Regions from separate parts of the Zea mays genome. Here region 1 is linked to region 2. A link is a contact called in public Hi-C data. All regions are on one chromosome and are shown on one strand. Each heading gives the region's core, a stretch centred on a gene start, on an enhancer-like site or on the middle of the called end of the contact. The rest is flanking DNA. Distances are from core to core; before and after follow the strand shown. Region 1 holds the start of LOC100285916 (protein CYPRO4). Region 2 holds the start of LOC103654185 (probable alpha,alpha-trehalose-phosphate synthase [UDP-forming] 9).

Evidence for each region. Hi-C and Micro-C count contacts between places; a contact is called where the count stands out from the background.
Region 1: a Hi-C map of leaf shows a contact between it and region 2, with 10 times the contacts expected there. The contact joins the promoter of LOC100285916 here to the promoter of LOC103654185 in region 2. A contact is called at or near these places in 11 of 25 Hi-C or Micro-C datasets (bundle sheath, ear, endosperm and 4 more) and 2 of 3 datasets of contacts at active chromatin or transcription factors (leaf and seedling).

Annotation. Positions count from the first base shown.
Region 1 is chr4:180,207,217-180,210,677 of Zm-B73-REFERENCE-NAM-5.0, forward strand. It overlaps LOC100285916 (protein CYPRO4), which reads right to left and starts at 1,850. Exons shown (of 2, transcript NM_001367228.1): 1 at 172-1,850. The coding sequence starts at 1,746. It overlaps LOC100280612, which reads left to right and starts at 2,194. Exons shown (of 6, transcript NR_176461.1): 1 at 2,194-2,367.
Region 2 is chr4:180,057,770-180,060,916 of Zm-B73-REFERENCE-NAM-5.0, forward strand. It overlaps LOC103654185 (probable alpha,alpha-trehalose-phosphate synthase [UDP-forming] 9), which reads right to left and starts at 1,562. Exons shown (of 3, transcript NM_001329560.1): 1 at 1-1,562. The coding sequence starts at 1,241.

The DNA of each region.
Region 1 (3,461 bases), core at 600-3,099, 150 kb after region 2:
CACTTGCATAAATTAGTTAGTGCAACAACGAACTGTTACTATGACCAGGACAAGATAAATCCAGATAATTCATTTATCATGCATATCTAGATTAGCATTCTATTTAATTTTACTAGATTAGCAACATGGGCATCTATTATTATGTGCTCAGAACAGTAGATTTGAACTTACCCATGAGAATTGCCCGCCGTGGAATTTGTTGTCGGTCCCGGCTAAAACTGAATCAAGTGGAGTGAGCTTCAGAAGCCTTGGTGCAGCAATCCTATTCCCCATTCGGCCACTAAACCCAGTCTTTTCTTTCCCATCTTTGTCCTTGAAGATAGTGCATATCAAGATCAAGTATGTGTCAGTTGTTCCCAGAATCCATTTCCCATCATAAGTAACATCTACATGTGTAATCGGGGACCCAAGGCCTGGGAATGCTGTCTTCGCCATACGCATCGAGCTCTTAGAATAGAGTCTGATCTTGCCATCCACAGAACCAACAACGATTGAACCATCCCCAGTACTTGCAAAGCACTGGAAATTGGTGCCCCGCGAGAACTGATGACCCTGTGACCAGTTCAGCACTGGTGAGTCTGATGAGCTACCGATTGTCTGCACCCGGCCTCTGGCGTCGCGCATATCCCATCTACACAACCTGTTGTCATCCAGGCCCAAGAATGTCGACCCGGAGGGTTCCAACTGCGCTCCCTTGCTGTCATTGGCAATGTCTCGCATTGTGATATCAGCTCCATCCTTCTCAAACCGCCATTCTGCGACAACCTTCCCAGTCTCAACGTCAACATGGTGAACACCATTGGAATGCAGAGCCTCTCCTGGGCTCATCAGTAGCATGTTAGTCTCGCCGCGCATCAGCAGTGCCTTCTTCGGCGTCGAATAAGCGCTCCCACTGCCGCCACGGCCTCCCGAGATCTTCACCGACGCGCCCTTCCCGTGCAAGCCGTGGCGGAAGTTCTTGACCACCTGTATCCCGGCGCCGCCGACTAAGAAGCTGTTGTCAAGCGCCCCAAGCGCGAGGCTCTGGATGCTGTCGCCGTCGCCGGCCTCCTCCTCGAACTCCTTAAGCAGGTCCTTCCCTGGTGCTGCGGCGGGAGGGGTGAGGCTTTCCTCCGCGTCGGCCCAAACAGTGTCGTCGGCCTCGGCAGGCCGCGCCCACGCGGCGAAGTCGGCGCCGAACACCTCCTTCCGCCCTTCGTCCGTGGCCTCCACTCCGTACGTGTTCTCGAAAAGACAGCGCTCGTACTCCACCCTGAACCGGCGCAATTCGGCGTCGGTGGGTAGTCGCAGAGCCCATACGGACCCGCTCGCGGCGAAGTCCGCCCGGCGCTGCGCGGGGATCGTCTTCAGCTGGAGCGCCGAGTCCACGGGCGCGGAGACCCGCGGCCCCGGCCCAACCTCTAGGAACCACCTGGGGGAGGAGGCGTCGTCGCTCGACTGGTCGACGAATGCGTAGGTCGCGCGGCGCTCGGCGGGCACCCAGCGCGCGGAAGGCGAGGCCCCGCCGACGTGGAGGTAGAGCTTGGCGGCGGTAGGTCTCTGGTACTTGAGATCCAGCGACCTGAGCTTGGCGTCGATGGCCTCAAGCGAGGAAGGTGTGGCGGTGCGGAGGAGGTCGTCGTCGCGCTGCCCCGCGCTCGCTGCGGCCTCCGCGATGGGTGATCGGGCGTCATAGTCGTCCTCGAATTCCTCCTCTTCGTCGGAGGAGGTGAGATCGACGTCCTCGCGGCTGTGGGAGCCGCCCATGACGGTTGCGGTGGAGGGGAATTTAACTCCGGAATTGCGAGCCGGCGATCCGGGGCGCGGTGCGGGAAAGGAGATCGTGAATTGGTGATGGAGGCGGGGAAAGTGAGGTCGGAGCGGCGGGGAGCGTGTATTTGTACGCTGCGGGCCGGGGATTGCTGATGAGGGCAGGGGATGGTCGGTGCGTGTGGCGGACGCGACGCGCTCCACGCGCCGGGGACGGCGAGGCCGAGCAGGTTCCTTCGTGAAGGGGGCGAACTACGATGATTGGTGTTGAGTTTGATGAGAGAGAGGTGACTAGGAAAGCCCATAGTGGGTGTTGGGCCCGGACTTGGAGAAAGCAGGGTTGCTAATGGGCATATGGCCCGAGGAGCCAAAAGGCCCACGCGAGTGTACGACTCAACTCACACAATCAGCCCCATATATGGCCCGGCCTCCTACTCCTACGGTCCCACCCGGTCTCCAGAACAGACAACCCGTCCTTCTCCTTCCCATCGGCTCCACACAACCAGAAGGTTCTTCGCTTCACTCTGCCCTGCGCCGCCGCCAACGCTGCAGCCGCAGTTGCCGCAGGCGGGAACTTGGACGTGCTACTCGCGACTGCTCTCATCTGTTCCCGCGTAGGTAACAACAAAGCTCTCTGATCCAGTCTCATGTCTGATTCCGCATCTGTGTTAGTCTCTCCAAGCTTTTGGAACCCTAGAAGCGTAACTGGTTGTTGTCGACGCCATCTCCTCATGAGCTGGTCGCGCGCAATCCGCGTGCCCCTTCTGTTTGAGTCGTCATACTGTGCCCATCTCGTGATTGGATTGGAGTTGTTGCGAATCCGTATCGAATCCGCTTGACGTTCTTTAGTATTCTTATATCATCCGATTTATCATGCAATGACCTGTTCTCCTGTTCGTTTGGGTCAATAGAGGTACCTCCTTGGTTTAGGGAATGAGGATCTGATCTAACTTTGCTGGCAAGGGTCGGTAATTGTTTAGACTTCCAAATATGATTCTGACCACTCTGTTGTAAATTTGCTGCTGTAGCAGCAAAACATCGGCTGGTACTAATTTTTGTTTAGAACATTGTTGGATTCCGAATCTGGTCGGCTACTCATTACCAGGATTTGTGGCAGGTGGTGTCTGTGATGTTCTGTGAGACATGTCTTGATTTCGGATACCCACCTGTTTTGATTTATGATACTCATCCCTTACTCTTAGCACCTTTTGGACATGAAAATTGTTTACAATGTGTTTTTTTTGGTTAATTGTTTGGGGGTGCTAATTTGACTTAACTCTATTTGTGCCTCTTCTGACTAAGTTCAGGATTCGTTCACAATGGCCCGTGTGTATGTCGGCAACTTGGATGCACGCGTGACTTCCGGGGAACTCGAAGATGAGTTCCGTGTGTTTGGAGTTCTGCGAAGGTCACTCACTTCTGTCAAACTTATCCCGGTTTTGTAGAAACTTCTTTTTGTAGTTTTTTCCATGTTTTCCCTTGAGCCTTGAAGGCTTGGCAAGCCAATGTAAGAACCTTGTCATTCATATGGTGATGAAACTCAAGAGAATAGCTTTATATTGTTTTATTGATTTATTTATGTGCTCACTAACTTATTGTGGAGGGTGATAGTTCAAAACCAACTTTAATTTCGCTTCACTAATATTCTTCATCAAATGTTTGTGTGGCCAACTTCCTTTCCCAATTTGTTAAACTTGTTTTTTTCACTGTGG
Region 2 (3,147 bases), core at 312-2,811:
GGCGTCACCGGGCCGTCGATGAGCACGATCGGCGTGTACCCGGGGGTGCCGAAGCGCGCATTGACCCGGGCGCTGATGGCCCTGGCCTCGTCCTGCACGCCTTGCACGTCGCGCCCTTCGCTGCGGGCAGGGTTGGCGATCTGCACCAGCACGGCGCGGCCGCGGAGCTCCCGGTGCTCCACGAGCAGCTGCTCCATCGCCAGGAACTTGAGCCCGATCCCCTTGAACAGATCGACGTCGTCGACGCCTACCATGAGGCGCCTCCCCTTGTACGCCTCTGTCACCCGCCGCACCGCGTCCTCCGTCTCCGGCGCCGAGACCACCGATCTGAGCTGCCCCATGTCGATCCCAACGGGGAGTATCTTGACAGTCACGGTGCGGCCGTAATACTCGATGCCGATGTACCCGCGCTTGGACTGGTAGTCGAGGCCGAGCAGCCGCGAGCACGCGGACAGGAAGTGGCGCGCGTAGTCGAAGGTGTGGAAGCCGACGAGGTCGGCGTTGAGGAGTGCGCGGACGAGGTCATCCCGCACGGGGATCGTACGGAAGATCTCCGACGAGGGGAAAGGTGAGTGGAGGAAGAATCCGACCTTGGCGCGCGGGAAGCGCTTGCGGAGGAAGGTCGGGAGCGCGAGGAGGTGGTAATCGTGGATCCAGACGAGGTCCTCGTCGGGGGACAGCACCTCGGTGAGGCGGTCGGCGAACGCCCTGTTGGCCGAGAGGAAGGAGTGGTAGAGCGTTCGCTGGAAAGGGAGGCCACCGAGCGAGGACGGCGTCAGCGGGAGGAGGTAGTGGAGGAGCGGCCAGAGGTAGTGCTTGCAGAATCCGTGGTAGAAGCGGTGGTGGAGGTCGGTGGGAAGGTACACCGGCAGGCACGAGAAATTAGCCAGCAGGTAGTTGGACAACTCATCTGAGGCGGCCTCCGCCGCGGACGCTGGGAGGGTGCCGATGTGGAGGACGGGCGCGTTGGTGGGCAGCCCCGAGCGGAGCTGGTACGCGACGGTGCCGGCGTCGACGGAGAACCTGAATCCGAAGGGCGCGGAAGGGTCCGGCGACGCGCGGAGCGGCAGACGGTGGGAGACGATGACGCGGCGCGGCGGGGCGGGCGGGGACGGCGAGGTGGGCGAGGCCGGGGACGCGACGGACATGACGCGCGGGAGGCGGAGCGGCGTCGGCGACGGCAGGGGCACCTCGTCGGCAGCGGCGAGGTCGAGGAGGTTGTGGCAGGAGAGCGAAGGCATCGCCTCCTCGTCCTCCTCCTGCCTATCTGTGGGCGTCGCAGAGGTGGAAACGGCGGCGATAGCGCATGAAGAGAAGAGAAGCGCCGCGACGCGACGAGGTGTGTCGGGTTCGTTCGGCGGTCGGTCGGTCGGGGTGGGAGTGGGAGACGGATCGATCACTTTTGCCGAAGTTTCTGGGGATAAGAACGCCGAGGTGGGTCTCGGGCACGGAAGGAGGACAGGTGGTACAAATATGGCAAGCTGGATATGCGTGTGCGTGTCTGAGCGGCGAGGAAGAAGGAACGGACACGGACGGGGCGACCCGGAGGTCAGAGTAGGAGGTGTGACGGCATGGGCGCATGGGCTTGGGCCTCTAGTCTTATCCACAACGTTCGCCCGCGGAAATGACGGCATTGCCCCGCTCTTCCCCGACGTGGGAATGTGGGATGGTTGGGTGCATCAGTGTCGCGGTCGGCTAACGGTGGGTTCATGGGCCCGTTTGACCAGATCTTGGTACACGGAATCAGATTGAGATTTTAACTAATCCGCTAAATCTATACTCTATATTCAACAAATTAATAGATCATTCCAAAGTATACTTTACCAAGTTCAAGTTTAATAAAAATACCCACAATACCACTTGTTACCCTCGATATCGGGACCAATCTATGTGTTCTTTGATATTTTTTATCATATGTTTGATCGGTACATCTTATTAAAAAAATTTATAATTATTATTAATTTTTATTGCGATATTATTTAACTTTAAGTACGCCATTGGATTTTTTATTTTTTATAGACTTCTTTATTAAGACGAACCAATCAAATTTAGTAAAAAAATCAAGCACATTATAAATTGAGACGGGGATAGTAAATTTTTTATTCTTATTGTTGGTGTTTCATACATCGCTCTGACAAGTAAATTTAGTATACGTGTTTGGGGCTCCGGAGGTTTGCAGAGGGCGTAAGGTTTATACTCGTTCATGCAGAACGTCCCCTACTTTCAGTCATCGGTGGCTTACGCTACCGACACCATTGATGATCAAACTCATAGTAGGAGTTACAAGCGGTTGAGAGATGGATGAGAGGCTCCCAAGTCTTTTATCGGGGTGGAAGTGGAGCTTAGAAGCTGCTGGGTGGAGTCCTAACTAGGTCTTGGCTTTAACGGGGCTCCGGCCTCCATGTCCTCGTTGGTGATCCTCTTCCTCCTATTCGTCCTTGTGGATTCGTGTTCGTCTAATGGTGTCCAGTTGCCTAAGAGCTCTCTCCTCTCGACCCTCTCTGATTCTTCCCTTGCCATGAGGCCAGCCTCCCCCTTTATAGGCTAGGAGAAGGGTCGACCAACGGTGACTTCCATGAGAATGAGCCGCAAGGCATGTGTAAAACCAGCGTGGGACTCGGGGATGTTTGGTTGTCTTTCTACGTGGGGGATGATTGAAAGTAGCCTAGAGGGGGGTGAATAGGCTATACCTGAAAATTTTCACTAAAAACTTCGAGATAGGTTAAATTAAAGTTGCACTGGTGCAAACCGGTTCAGTCGATTTTAATTACAACTGAACAAGTTTGAACCTGCTCAACTTAAATTAGATAATCTGTTGAACAAATACGAAGTAGTGAAGAATATAGCTAACGACTTGCCCTACACAAAATCTACTCGAATGAATAATATGAACCAACCACCGAATAAAAAGCGCTTGACAAGAACACACAAGAACACGCAATATAACCCGAGGTTCGGCAACCACCACAAAGGTGTCCTACTCCTCGTTGAGGAACCCACAAAGGGTCGGGTCTTTTCCAACCCTAATCCTCCACAAGACGACCACAAAGGTCAAGGCAATCACTTCTCAACTCAGCTCAAAGAGCGGGTGATACAAACTTCTTGGGGTCATCCACAAATTTGGAGACTCCCAAGCAACCTCTAACC